Regions from separate parts of the Mus musculus genome. Here region 1 is linked to region 2. Evidence: chromatin contacts called from public Hi-C data. All regions are on one chromosome and are shown on one strand. Each heading gives the region's core, a stretch centred on a gene start, on an enhancer-like site or on the middle of the called end of the contact. The rest is flanking DNA. Distances are from core to core; before and after follow the strand shown.

Region 1 (6,821 bases), core at 3,768-6,267, 1.3 Mb before region 2:
CTTGTGTGTTATCATTAAGGTCCAGATACAGTGCCATTCAAGTACTGGTTGGGATAAATCACAATTCATAGTATTTTAGAAATAAGTACATTACAAAGATTAAGACGTATAAAGATAAGGGATATGAAAAGGGGAAAGGAATCAATAAATGAAAAAAAATATATAAGCTAGACCTACAAGAAATAATAAATATAGAATAGATACAGAAAAAGAAAGGATATTTATAGAGTCTACATAGGTAAGATGCAATCTAAAACAAAAACTACTATATAATTAAATTATAAAATTATAAATGACTCTAAGATAATAAAAATGAAAGTAAAATTAAACAGAAAATATTATAGCACCACTCAATATTGCTTCCCATTGCAGAACAATATGTCAACTCTTGTCCCTGAGTTGATTTTTGTAGCTGGCTCTAAAGTTTGAGAGAGGCCTGCTGTCTACCACCTGTGACTTCCTACTACCTGTGCTGGGGACCATGCTTTCCATACATGGCTTCCTGTGAGGTTGTGAAGGGGTGCGAAGACACCTAGGTGTTTGTGCTTACTTTTGCTGCTAAGTTTTCACTTTCTGGTTAGATCTCAGCCGTATGGGACTTGGTTTTGTATTGTTCTCATTCATCTGTTTGTTTTTGGTGCTCTTGGTCATTTACTGTTCTTTTCTGTTCTATGTACATCCTCCAGCAAGACTGTGCCAAGCTCAATATAATTCTTCTTTTTTTTAAATATTTTTTATTATTACATATTTTCCTCAATTACATTTAGAATGCTATCCCAAAAGTCCCCCATACCTTCCCCCCGCCACTTCCCTACCCACCCATTCCCATTTTTTGGCTCTGGCATTCCCCTGTACTGGGGCATATAAAGTTTGCGTGTCCAATGGGCCTCTCTTTCCAGTGATGGCCGACTAGGTCATCTTTTGATACATATGCAGCTAGATTCAAGAGCTCCAGGGTACTGGTTAGTTCATAATGTTGTTGCACCTACAGTGTTGCAGATCTCTTTAGCTCCTTGGATACTTTCTCTAGCTCCTCCATTGGGGGCCCTGTGTTCCATCCAATAATTGACTGTGAGCATCCACTTCTGTGTTTGCTAGGCCCCAGCCTAGTCTCACAAGGGACAGCTATATCACGGTCCTTGCAACAAAGGCTTGCTAGTGTATGCAATGGTGTCATCGTTTGGAGGCTAATTATGGGATGGAACTCTGGATATGGCAGTCTCTAGATGGTCCATCCTTTTGTCTCAGCTCCAAACTTTGTCTCTGTAACTCCTTCCATGGGTGATTGTTTCCAATTCTAAGAAGGGGTAATTCTTACATTCCCCGTTGTAGCTCACTGAGTTGGTGGTGAAGGCAATCACAATTGTAAATTCTTCAAGTGAGTCACTCTGCAGTGCTCAGGGAGAAGCTTAGGCTTCTCTCCAGGCTCCCATACTGCACTTTTGCTGCAGTCTCCACTGATCTTCCCGGAGATTATCTCTTGATAGTAGCCTGGTCATTCTCTTTCTGGCTTGTTTTTCTTATGGCATCCATGTCCAGAAGGGCCATTACCACCATAGCAGCAATCCTTGACCCCATCCTGCCCCAAGCAGTGTTTCCCAGCAGGGCAACAGGTCATGACTGTTCATGGCTGCTTCTCAGAGGAGGAATTCATAGCTCTGTTATCTTCTCCATATCACCTGCCCCTTTCCCACCTTCCCACTGTCACTGGTATACTTCTGCTTTTTATTGTATATAAACAGAGCCTGTCTTACTTTTTTCAAGATTCCCCTTTCTCATGAGGTTACATAAAGACAGTTTCTAGTTGACTATCATGCCTTAAAGGGTCAAGACTTTATAGAGAAGTGTCATGTTTAGATAGATGCCTGGAAGAGTTTCTTGGAATGGAGGGAGGAAGAGACTAAGAAGGATGAAGCTAGAAAGACCAAAGTCTATAAAGGAGAAGAATGAACTGGGTGAGATGAAGACAGAAACTTGTCCTCATTTTTATAAGGACAACAAAGAGGGCAGATGAGGAAAGCTGGGCCTGGGAATTTTGTATATACAAAGAGGATCCACAGGGCAATTGTTTCAGGAATACCTGAGTAATGGAAATTGAAGTTCATCATTTTTTTTATAGAATGAAGAGCTGTTTATTTTGAAGCTCTATGCACCACATCCTGTAATAAGCTACTTCTTCTTGCTACCAATCTTCAGTAAGATTCACCAAATACACAGGCAACCTTACAGAAGCAAAGATGGCATGTGCTAGGCAGTGTGATGATTACAATTGCAAATGCAGTCACTGCTAGAGAAGAAAATTATTACATTTATAGAGCATGTGGTAGTCATGACAAAATAGTCCAATTGCATAAGAATACCAGAAATATTTAAAAAGATCCTGTCAGCCTCTATTTTTCAATTATTCCCTTGCTTTCTGAATTTTATTGAAGTCCTACAACATACCCTCAATTCTGGAATAAGAGTAATGAGCAAACTGTAGTTCCTGTCTGTATCTACATTGTATTCTGTTGGTGAAGACAGCTAATGCCCCCCCCCCCATAAAAGAACAGGGCAAGAGAAGTGGGCAGTAATAGATGGGGAATTCTCATGTAGATTTTTCTACAAAGGTTTCACAGAGGGAGGAGTAGTTGAGCAAAAGTGACAAATTCTGAAAAAGAGCGTGGCTGCTAAGTAGGTGGTCTATGAGGTGGAGAACCAATAACCAGAGAAACTGCTTATTGTTTCCAAGCATCAGTAAGCAAGTGGTGTTGGGGAGGGCTAAGCTGTGCTGAATGAGTAGGGGTAATCCGTGGGTAAAGGTAGAGATATGATGCGGCCAGCATTTTAGGCTCTTTCAAACTTAACAAACAACTTTGCATTGTTTTGGGAAGGTGATAGGCACACTTTAGAAGTATCTAAGTGTGGTGAATAGTTTCTGCTTTGAATTTTCTACCCATTTTCAAAGTGAGATGAATTAACTGCAATCTTTACTAAAAAATTATGCTTTTGATGATGATTTTGTTGGGTGTAAGCTGGTAAGAAGACAGATACTTTTGATGGCATGCATATGTTGCAGCTATACCATGCAAAGCAACTGAAGACTATTAAAATATTTTTTTAATCACTTAGTGTTTGTGATATGATTGATCAAGGATCCTCAATAACTTATTTTTAAAAGGACTGGCTCATTTTCTCGCAGCTTGTTGGTTGCCATGTATTTTTATATCAAAAGGATCCTTGATAAAGCAGAATAGACATGATTTTAACAATCAGAAATTCTTGTGGTAATTATATGCATTTCTATTAAAAGCTCATTTTAAACAGAAAAATCTCTGTTCAAATTTGAGATCCTCTTCTTTGTTTACCAATGTTGGTTAATTTCAATATTTATAGTGGGAGGTAAAAATCCCCTGATAGAATCATTATAAGTCTCTAAGGGTGATATGTCAAGTCTATAGAGAAGAGCAAAGTCAAATTTGCTGTAGTGTACATTTGTTTATACTGACCCAACTTATTTATTATTAGAATTTTCTAATATTTTGACCATTCATAACACTACTTGAATGTTGAGTATTTCTCTAAGATTCTGGTTCTAAAACATTGGTAAATTTTACTTCTGGGGATCAGTTGGCAATGATGAAGACAGTTTTTGTTATCATGACTTGAAGTAGTTACTGGCACCTAGTGGGGATAGGCTAGAAATATTACTAAGCATTTTTTGACAGAAAGAATAGTCCTCTTCCCATGCCTTAACAATCAATCCAAATTGCTAGTATTGCTAAGGTTGAGATTTTTTTTTTTTGTTTATTTGTTTGTTTAAAACAGGGTTTCTCTATGTAGCTTTAGCTGTCCTGGGACTCATTCTGTAGACCAAGCTGGCCTCAAACACAGAAATTTGTCCTAAAACACAGTTGAGTTGAACAGTGTAGACTCAGCTAAAGCTTTCTCTTTTAATCACATGATTTTCTCATTTGAGTATTATGAAATACCACTATGGCCTCCTTATTGAGAACACTATAAAGAAGTTTGTAGTTTGTGAAATAATAGAAGAGTGAGCAAATATTCTTGTTTCATCCTGATGTGGCCAGTTTGGGCTACTCCATTGATTCTGGTCTCAGTCACAGGCTTATGGTTACTAACTGAGTATTAGATGTGATATCAGACAAATTCTCACCCAGGCATGTATGATTCGGCTTGTCTTCGACTCTGCTGTTATTTGCCGTTAAAACCTCAAATAAGTGCAAGAGATACATTTGGATCACATCCAAACCAAGGTCAAGCCTTGTCCAGCTGATGTGCAGTCCAAAGTAGAGCCGTCACTAAGCCCAGCTGAGGTCAGCATAGATGCAGACCTGCAAACTTGTAGATGATAGATGCTAATCCCTGTAAAGACAGTTAATTACTATCAATGTGTCAGTAGCTGACACACATGATACCTGGAGTGTTTCCTTAGATTCTCTAGTGTTTATGTATAATGGCTTCTTTACTGGTCTCAGAAAGCAAAATGAAACAAAAGAAACAAATCAAGCAAAAGCAAAATAATTTCTACAAAATATAACAACACCATCAACTAAGAATATTTCACCCTAGGGTCTGGATTCTACAGTGTTTATTCTCAGGTGGAACTTTCTGGGAAGCTATTCATTCATTATCTGTGATCCCATCACACAGCACAGTCTTCTGTCTTTTTTTTCCCTTTCCACAATGCTTATTTGTAATGTGTTTATTGATAGGTTTACTAAGCAGAGGAACTTTGGGGGCAGAAACCATGACATGTGAGCCATCTGTTGTGGCATATGTGCTAGTTAGTTACTTGCTTCTTGGCAGTGTCATAATTGTGATGTAAAGACTTGAGTGGAATAAGGAAATTGTGCTGACTTAGCATTTGTATCATTTATATCCACATATCCATGGCTTATGTTATGAGGGTGAGAAAAAAAGATCGAAATAAATTAGTTAGTGAGAACCTGCTGGGTCTGAGGGAAGACTGGCCTGGAGAAGGGCCTTGCACAGATGGCAGAATATCTGCTTCATGTGCTGTGTGAGCTCACAGAGGGGCTGCTTCCCTGACAGCTGGTGGTAGTGCTGAGCCAGTGCATTTCTAACACTAGATGCAAAATTGTGAGCAAAAAGCCAGTGTTGACACTGTAAAAAAATCATTTTACCTGGAGAAAAATGTGGAGACATACTTGCTTGTAATAAACCACAGAGAGAGTTTTAGTGTATTCTTTACCCAAATTTCCCCAGTAATGGTGTTTAACAAAGTTTTAGCACAACAAAGGTGTTAACATTGATGCAATCAGACACAAGGCATTTTCAGCATCAAAGACTCCCTCCTCTGGTAAAAGAACAGTGTGTCTGAAAAAGTCATAAGATACCATATTATCATGTATCAACCTAAAGCTACATATCTCACATAAGTATACGTGCACAGTATATGTATGCTGTTTAAATGAACATATCCTGTCTAGGCTGACAAAGCTCCCTCCAGGAGCTGGAGAATATTACACAAAAATCACAACATTAGGCATGAAAAGACTCCTTTGAGTTGTTGGTCAGTGTTGTACAAAAGACTCCTAAAACAGCTATTGCTGTTGCCTTTGGTTGCCCTCAGGGATGGAAAGAAAGCCCCTATTATTGAAGTCATCATGTACTTTGGATACAGAACACAGAGAACCCAAGCTGGATCTGACTAAAAGCCTCATTCTTGAAAACAAGTTTTCATGGTACCAGAGGGAACAAACCAATAGTCTTACCTAGCTATGGTGTCTATGAAGCACAACAACAACCCTAAGGGTGTAATAATACCACACATACCTTGGCAGTAACAACAGTTCTCTAGTTAGACTTAAGGCCTTTTCAACCAGAAATAAAGAATACTGAATATTTCTTTAAGTGTTTCTAAGTCATTTGAAATTCCATTATTGAGAGTTCTTTGTTTGTTCTTTGTTTAATGTGTACTCCATATTTTAATTCAATTACTTGTTTTTGAATACATATAGTTTCTTAAGTCTTTTAAAATATATTTTGATATTAGTCATCTATGGGGTGTGGTGTTGGTAAATTCTTTTCCCACTTGGTATGCTGCTGCTTTCTCCAAATGATCATGTCCTTTGTCTTACAGAAAAATTTCACTTTCATGAGGCTCCATTTATTAATTGTTGATCTTAGGTCCTGTGCTACTATTGTTACTTTGTCACTCCTGTGCCAATACATTCAAGACTATTACTAGTCTCTCTTTTTATCAGGTTTGCTATATCTGGATTTGTGTTGAGGCCTTTGATCCATTTGGTCTTGAGTTTTGTGCAGGGTTATAAACATGAGTCATTTTTCATTCTTCTACATACAGACATCCAGTTTGACTAGCACCACTTGTTGAAGATGATTTTTTTTTAGTGTGTATTTTTGGCTACTTTATCTAAAACCAGGTATCCATACATGTTTGGGTTTATGTCTGGGTTTTTAATTTGAATTCATTGATCACTATACCTGTTTGTATGTCAATACCATGCAGTTTTTAGTATTGGAGATCTGTAGTAGAAGTTGAAATCAGGGCCAGTTATATGCCCAAAAGTGTGTTTGTTTAGGGTTGTTCTAGCTATCCTGGGTTTTGTTTTTCCATATGAAGTTCAGAATTGTCACTGCAAGTTGTGTGTACATAATTGTGTTAGAATTATGATGGGGACTTCATTAAATCTGTAGATTGCTTTTGGTAGAATGACCAATATTTTAATCCTACTGATCTATGAGCACTAGAGATCGTTCTGTCTTTTGATATCTTCTTCAGATTCTTTCTTCAAAACTTGGAGTTTCATCATAAAAGTCTTTCACTTACTTGA
Region 2 (6,686 bases), core at 1,898-4,397:
TGTTGAAATCTAATGCTGATCTAATGCTAAAAGTCAAATAAGGCCTGGGCAATGTGGTTCTCAGGTATAAAGACACAGTGGCTGACTGAGTGATAGGATGAAGAGACTGAACTGTACTGGGGAGTAGGGTGAGCAAAGACAAGTGAATACTGAAAAGTCTGCTGAAAAGTTTTAGCATGAAAAGATTGGACCACATTTACATCAATAGTAAGCAAGCATGACCACCAACCAAACATCAGATATTAATCCAGCACTGGATCAGGGAAGGGGTGATGCTAAGCTGCTATCTACATCCTTAGGGGAAAAATCCATAATTTAGCTTGAGGAAAAGATGATTTGCCCCTGATGAGGATATAGAATAAAGAATGGAAGGATAAGAGAATTTACTGATCCTTCACGCACTGCACTTCTTCCCATGACCCCATGGAGGAAGTAATTAGTGTGCTTATACTTTAAGTAGTTTGTAAATAACTTTAAATACTTTATAAATAGTTTCAGAAAAATCTAGGCAAGAAATGAATATCAAAACACCTCCAAAAAGAAAGAAACGTTTTTGTGTTCTTCCTTTAATAAATTCGTGGATAAATCATTTATATGTCTCTAAACCAAGTACACAAAATCCAGACTCAGGAAATTACATTGTTTTCATAGTGTTACTGAGCTATAAATTGAAAAGTCAGGATGCAAAGCTTATTTTGTCTTATTTAAAAATTTATGTTCTTCCTTCTTCGACCATTCTCCTTGATAAATGCCTTAGTAAGAATGTTTGCCTGAATAAATTTTACAAATAAGATACACTAAGAGGGTGGAAATTTTTTAATGAGGATCCTGGAATTTGATATTGGTCTTAAAGACTAATAGGATTCAGATTAGGTGTCACTAAACACTGGGTCTTAGGGTTTTATTGCTGTGGAGAGACACCATGACCACAGCAACTTTTATAAAAGAAAACATTTAGTTGGGGCTGGCTTAAGTTCAGAGGTTTAGTCCTTTATCATCATGGCAGAAGCATGGCATCATGCAGGCAGACATGGTTCTGGAGAAGGAGGTGAGAGTTCTATATCCAGCAGACACCAGAACGAGAAATTGAAACACTGGTTCAACTCTAGCATCTGACACCTCAAAGCTGACCCTGAGTGACATACTTTCTCCAACAGGGCCACTCCTACTTCAACAAGTCCTTATGTCCTAATAGTGCCATGCCCTCTAGGCCTATGGGGGCCATTTTTATTCAAACCACCATAGTCTTGATCACATTTAATCCACCATATTTTTGTATAGTCTATGAATTAATGTCATTTTTATTTCCTTAAATATACATTATTTAAAAGGCATGTTAAAATGTTCAAACATGGGACTTGAAATATGGCTCAGCAGTTAAGAGAACTGGCTGTTCTTCCAGAGGTTCTGAGTTCATCCTGAGTGAGGTAACACATTCACAAAGGAACTCACACAATATGTACTCACTGATAAGTGGATATTAGCCCAAAACCTAGGATACCCAAGATATAAGATACAATTTCCTAAACAAATGAAACTCAAGAAAAATGAAGACTGAAGTGTGGACACTATGCCCCTCCTTAGAAGTGGGAACAAAACACCCTGGGAAGGAGTTACAGAGACAAAGTTTGGAGCTGAGATGAAAGGATGGTCCATGTAGAGACTGCCATATCCAGGGATCCACCCCATAATCAGCATCCAAACGCTGACACCATTGCATACACTAGCAAGATTTTATCGAAAGGACCCAGATGTAGCTGTCTCTTGTGAGACTATGCCGGGGCCTAGCAAACACAGAAGTGGATGCTCACAGTCAGCTAATGGATGGATCACAGGGCTCCCAATGGAGGAGCTAGAGAAAGTACCCAAGGAGCTAAAGGGATCTGCAACCCTATAGGCGGAACAACATAATGAACTAACCAGTATCCCGGAGTATCTCTTAATGAACTTAATGAACTTAATGAACAACATAATGAACTAACCAGTATCTCTTGACTCTAGCTGCATATATATCAAAAGATGGCCTAGTCGGCCATCACTGGAAAGAGAGGCCCATTGGACACGCAAACTTTATAAGCCCCAGTACAGGGGAACGCCAGGGCCAAATAGGGGGAGTGAGTGGGTAGGGGAGTGGGGGGTGGGTGGGTATGGGGGACCTTTGGTATAGCATTGGAAATGTAAATGAGCTAAATACCTAATAAAAAATGGAAAAAAAAAAGGATGAAGTGTTCTGGACAAGCAAATTCAATTATCCCCAGAGTGGTCAGGCTTTAGAGAAACTTTGATACCACCAAAGAGGTTTGGACAACAGTTTGCTTCATAAACATTTGCATAACTACCTCTTTAACCAAGTTTTAGGATACTCCAGGGAAACAACCATTGTCTTTCCTACCTTTGTGTTCCTGAATATTCTCACACGTGGCTGATCACAGACTACAGGCTTAATCAATGCTAGTTAATAAACAGTCCCTAACTGTGTAGACAAGCTAGTTAATAATCACCAGTATCCTTCCCAAGTCGATTGTCACACACTGCCAGCCACAGTCTCTCTTATGATGAGACTGAGACATTACAGTCTGAGAGACAGCAAATGTGTCCACCCACTGTCAGCAAATGGTGGGTGTATAGAGGGAAGAAAAATCCCTAGAAACGGCCTGTGCCTGATGAGTAGCTAATTATAACAGCGAAAATCCTAGCTAGTATGAATGTCAGAATGTGAACTTCTAGCGTGCTATTTTAAATAAGACAGCTATGCCCACCTTGGCATTAAGGACATTCAGCTTACAATATATAGCCCAAAGCTCAGCCTAGAATCGGGAGGAGGTACAAATCAATGAGTGATTGATGAGATGCTAGTGACGCAGATTCAATGCGTGACACATCCAATCATCCAGGACAAGAGTGTTTGCCAAAATGTCACAGCACCTGCTGCTCTCTGATACACGGGATGCAGGAGTGTTTCAAGGCAAGGGCTGAACCGGATGGACAGGACTTCCCCTCCCCCTGCACCCGGCTAGTGCTCAGAAGACAGCAGACACCTGCCATCCGTAAAGACAAAATGGAAACACTCAGGGGCAGGCGGCATGAGGAGAAGCAGGATGGCATCTTCTCCATGCCAGGAAAGGGAGAACAGGTGCTCCTCCTCTGAGGGCGGCTGCTCCTGGCGGGGGCCCTGGATGCAGGCCACAATGCTGAGCCACACACATGACCTCCTCTTGGCAGCTGAGCATCAACAGAGCCACCACCGCGAAGCATTCTGTCCCCTGGCAGCACAAACTCGAGGCCCCTGCAGGATACCGAGATAAAAAGACCTCTCAGCATTCTTCATTTGCTTTCCAGGCAATGGTAGTGCGCGGTTCCCCATGCGAGTTGATTTTTAAGATCCTATGTCGGTCCCCCAACGCTTCACTGAATGATCGACTTGCCAGCTAATTTGATTGTTTTCCCTCTTGGCATTTGCAAGACATGGGTTTTTCTATGTTCTTTCTCTCCTCTGCCTAGTTTGCCTCCTTGGAGGCTGTCTGGGAAGGTGTTTTTTACTCCACACTGTGACGGAAGACAGGGAGGTGGGGAACTGCTGCTTCCCAGCAAACGTTTGTACCTAAAAATAAGTAAATCAAGCTAATATGCCAGAGATTCAGGGAGAGAATCGAAAGGTTACTCACCTGTAGGGAAATTGGGTGATGTATTTCCATTTTCTTCTCGACAGGGTATAAACTTTTCTTCTTCCACATGCTCACAAACCCCAAAGACTTCCCTGGCCAGAGTTTATCAGAGGCTCATAAGAAGAACCCCACCCAAAAATGTTTGGAATGGACCGACTTCTGATGACTCTGTTCACCCCATCTCAACCTTAGGCAGGATCCCCAAAGCTAACCCAAATGATCAGATCAGTTGCAAAGGAAACATAGCTTTCAAAGCACTGGTGCCGTTCTTATTCTCACAGAGATTCCGGGAGGTCACAGATTGGAGGATCTAAACAAGGTGGCATCCATGAGGTTAGATGGCCATGTCCCTCCTTCCTAAAATTTGTAATTCTGGGCCACCTGCTGGAGGAGGCCTTTAAGATAATGGAGAAGATCAGCCTACTGACCTATGGTGATTAAGAAACATGTACTTGAAGTCTGTGTTTTGGAAACAGAAGTCAGACCTATCACCAGAAACCTGTTAAGGACAGCCATTCATTGAAGAGGAAGCAAAGAATTCTGAGTAAGCAAAAGCAGGCAAAAAAAAAAAAAAAAGAAAGAAAAAAAAAGAAGTATATATTATGATTTCATTTATGTAAACAAAACAAGTTTTCCTACCAATACTGCTGTTTTGAGTACAACTTACCAAAACATACCATTGGTGAGCATTGATTGATAAGGAGCCCACTACCTATCAAGTGTCAGGGCTTAGCTGTATTCTGGGACTAAAGGGCCAAGGTAAGAGGATCACCAGCCTGAGACCAGTCAGGACAGTTTCCTTTCTGTGACATTTTTCAGAATGTCAGATTAATGAAACCATAGTATGTAGAGTATGTAGTCTCTCTTGCCCCTGACTTTGCTCAGTCAGAATGCTGTTTGCTAGGATGTCTGTGTAGCAGTCCATATCAGTGGGGCACGTCAATAACTGGTTCTACTGTGTGGTTAACAGTCTATTATATGGCCCCAGCACAATCTGTTTATGTATTCATATGTTGAGAGACATGTGGGTAGTTTCCACTTTGCAGCTCATGAATTAAAACTGCAGTGAATATCCCTATACACTTTTTTTTTTTTTTGGATGAGGATGCACTTTTATTTCTCTGAGGTAAGTATGTAGGAGTGAAATTAATGGAGTGTGGAAGGAATAGGTGAAGGAGTTTTAAAAGTATTAAGAACCACGAAAATAATTTGACAAAGGAGTTGCACTCCAGTTTCTTGCCAGTTGTGTTTGGGACTGCTCCAGCCCCCAACTGTGTTTCCGACTGCCCCATCCCCTCACCCCTGCTATGCTGGAAATTTTCAGTGGCTCGGGTCAGTCACATTGCAATTCTTAGTGCTCTAAGTCTTTAGTGCTTTAGCGTTGCAATGGGTGAGAAGTGGTATTTCCTTGCAGACTAATTTTTCTTTTAAAGCTGTCTTATCCTGCATCCTAATCCTAAATTCTAACAGAGCCTCATCTGGGCTGTGAGAGGCAGGAAGGGTTATATTTAGAGTCAGTCTGCATATTTCCATCTTAAAAGAAAAACCCCCAAGCAGCAATTGAGTTCAAAATTCCTCCCAAGAAGTCTAGATTCCCTAACAGCTGTTTATAAATATTTACCTTCACATTTTTAACGATGACAATGTATACAGCACAAATACCAGGAGCTTTAAAGTATAAATATTCATCACAGAGGTTGCTGGTTGTTTCTATGTAGGACACAGAACTCTGCCTCCCTGAACCCCTTTGTAGAAGGCTTTCTGGGCTTCTCTGGTGTGGGTTTTTCTATTGTAGGGGCATGATGTAAAGCGGATTATTTTGCCTCATAATAAAGCATAATATCCCGTTTGATACACTGGAACAATAAAAAGCTACCTCCTGGGCACTCAACTAAAACACAAAGCTCAGTCTCGGGCTCTTGGGAAGTGTGTAATAAATTCAAAATATTCAAAAGAGTAGATTTTTTTTTCTGAGAAGATTTAGCATCTTTTGCCTTTCTTTCTCTATCCAACGTAACAGCAAAGGTTGTCTGTTGGCTTAAGGGCACCCACAAGGGTGTGCTAGAGGATTCTCTGAGGCATTTGGGGGCTCTTTCTTTCAAAGAAACTCGTAGGAAAAAATGTATCTTTGGAGTGTGGGACCTGGAGAGACTACAAAGCTTTTGACATTTCACTCAAAACTGTGCGAATCTCTTGATATAGTGTACAGAATGCCTGAGGATCTTTTCCTGGGGTCTGTAGTTTATGGCAGGTTCCCCAAGCTTTCTACTTTTCCAGACATTTGGGAGATCATTATAAAAGAAGGTGGCACTTTTGCACGCTGTGGAGAATATACAGGGAGATAGAAAGTTGAGATAGAGTTTCAGTCCCACTTCTAATGAATGAACTGTGTGTAACTTGAATGTTTAATGCCTCTGTTATGATGAACTTAAAATGGGCATAAAGGATATCATGAGCTTCATAGGACTATTAGAAGAAAGGAATATGTTGTGTGACTGTCACCTAGTAAGTAATGGACAGTCAGTGCCAAATGAAGGCATTTTCTTCTACTTCAGTTACACATTTTCTCATTATAGAGGTCTGACTTTGCTGCTTGCATGTTCTGTTCGGGGTAAAGCAGGCTGAGTCTCTGATAAACAGCAAATGTTTTTTTTGTTTTGTTTGTTTATTTATTTGTTTATTTTTATTTGTTGGAGACATGGTTTCTCTATATAGCCCTGGCTGTCCTGGAACTCACTTTGTAGACTAGACTGGCCTCAAACTCAAAAATCTGCCTGCCTCTGTCTCCCAAGTGCTGGGATTAAAGGCATGAGCCACTACTGACCAGTGCAAATGGTTTTAAGAGAGGAAATACATCCTTTCTCTCCCTCCCTCCCTCCCTCCCTCCCTCCCTCCCTCCCTCCCTCCCTCCCTCCCTCCTTCCCTCCCTCTCTTCCTTCCTTCTTTCTCTTACTAACTAACTTTCTTTCCTGAGACTTCTCCCAGAGAGTTGATGAATTATATTGCTTCTTTAAAATCAAC

What was found. A called contact is a pair of places that touch in the nucleus more often than the background predicts.
Region 1: a Hi-C map of cerebellum shows a contact between it and region 2, with 2.1 times the contacts expected there. The contact joins two enhancer-like sites. A contact is called at or near these places in 2 of 484 Hi-C or Micro-C datasets (cerebellar granule neurons and cerebellum).

The regions. Positions count from the first base shown.
Region 1 is chr2:139,309,682-139,316,502 of GRCm38.p6, reverse strand. No RefSeq gene overlaps it. Among named protein-coding and RNA genes, the nearest start is that of Gm14066, 6.2 kb to the right of the region's middle. Within about 2 kb of position 5,017, at least 10 of the 459 cell types and tissues checked have an H3K27ac peak or open chromatin away from gene starts, as enhancers often do. A contact at or near this core is called in cerebellum, where this site is marked.
Region 2 is chr2:138,044,407-138,051,092 of GRCm38.p6, reverse strand. No RefSeq gene overlaps it. Among named protein-coding and RNA genes, the nearest start is that of Gm14062, 170 kb to the right of the region's middle. Within about 2 kb of position 3,147, at least 29 of the 459 cell types and tissues checked have an H3K27ac peak or open chromatin away from gene starts, as enhancers often do. A contact at or near this core is called in cerebellum, where this site is marked.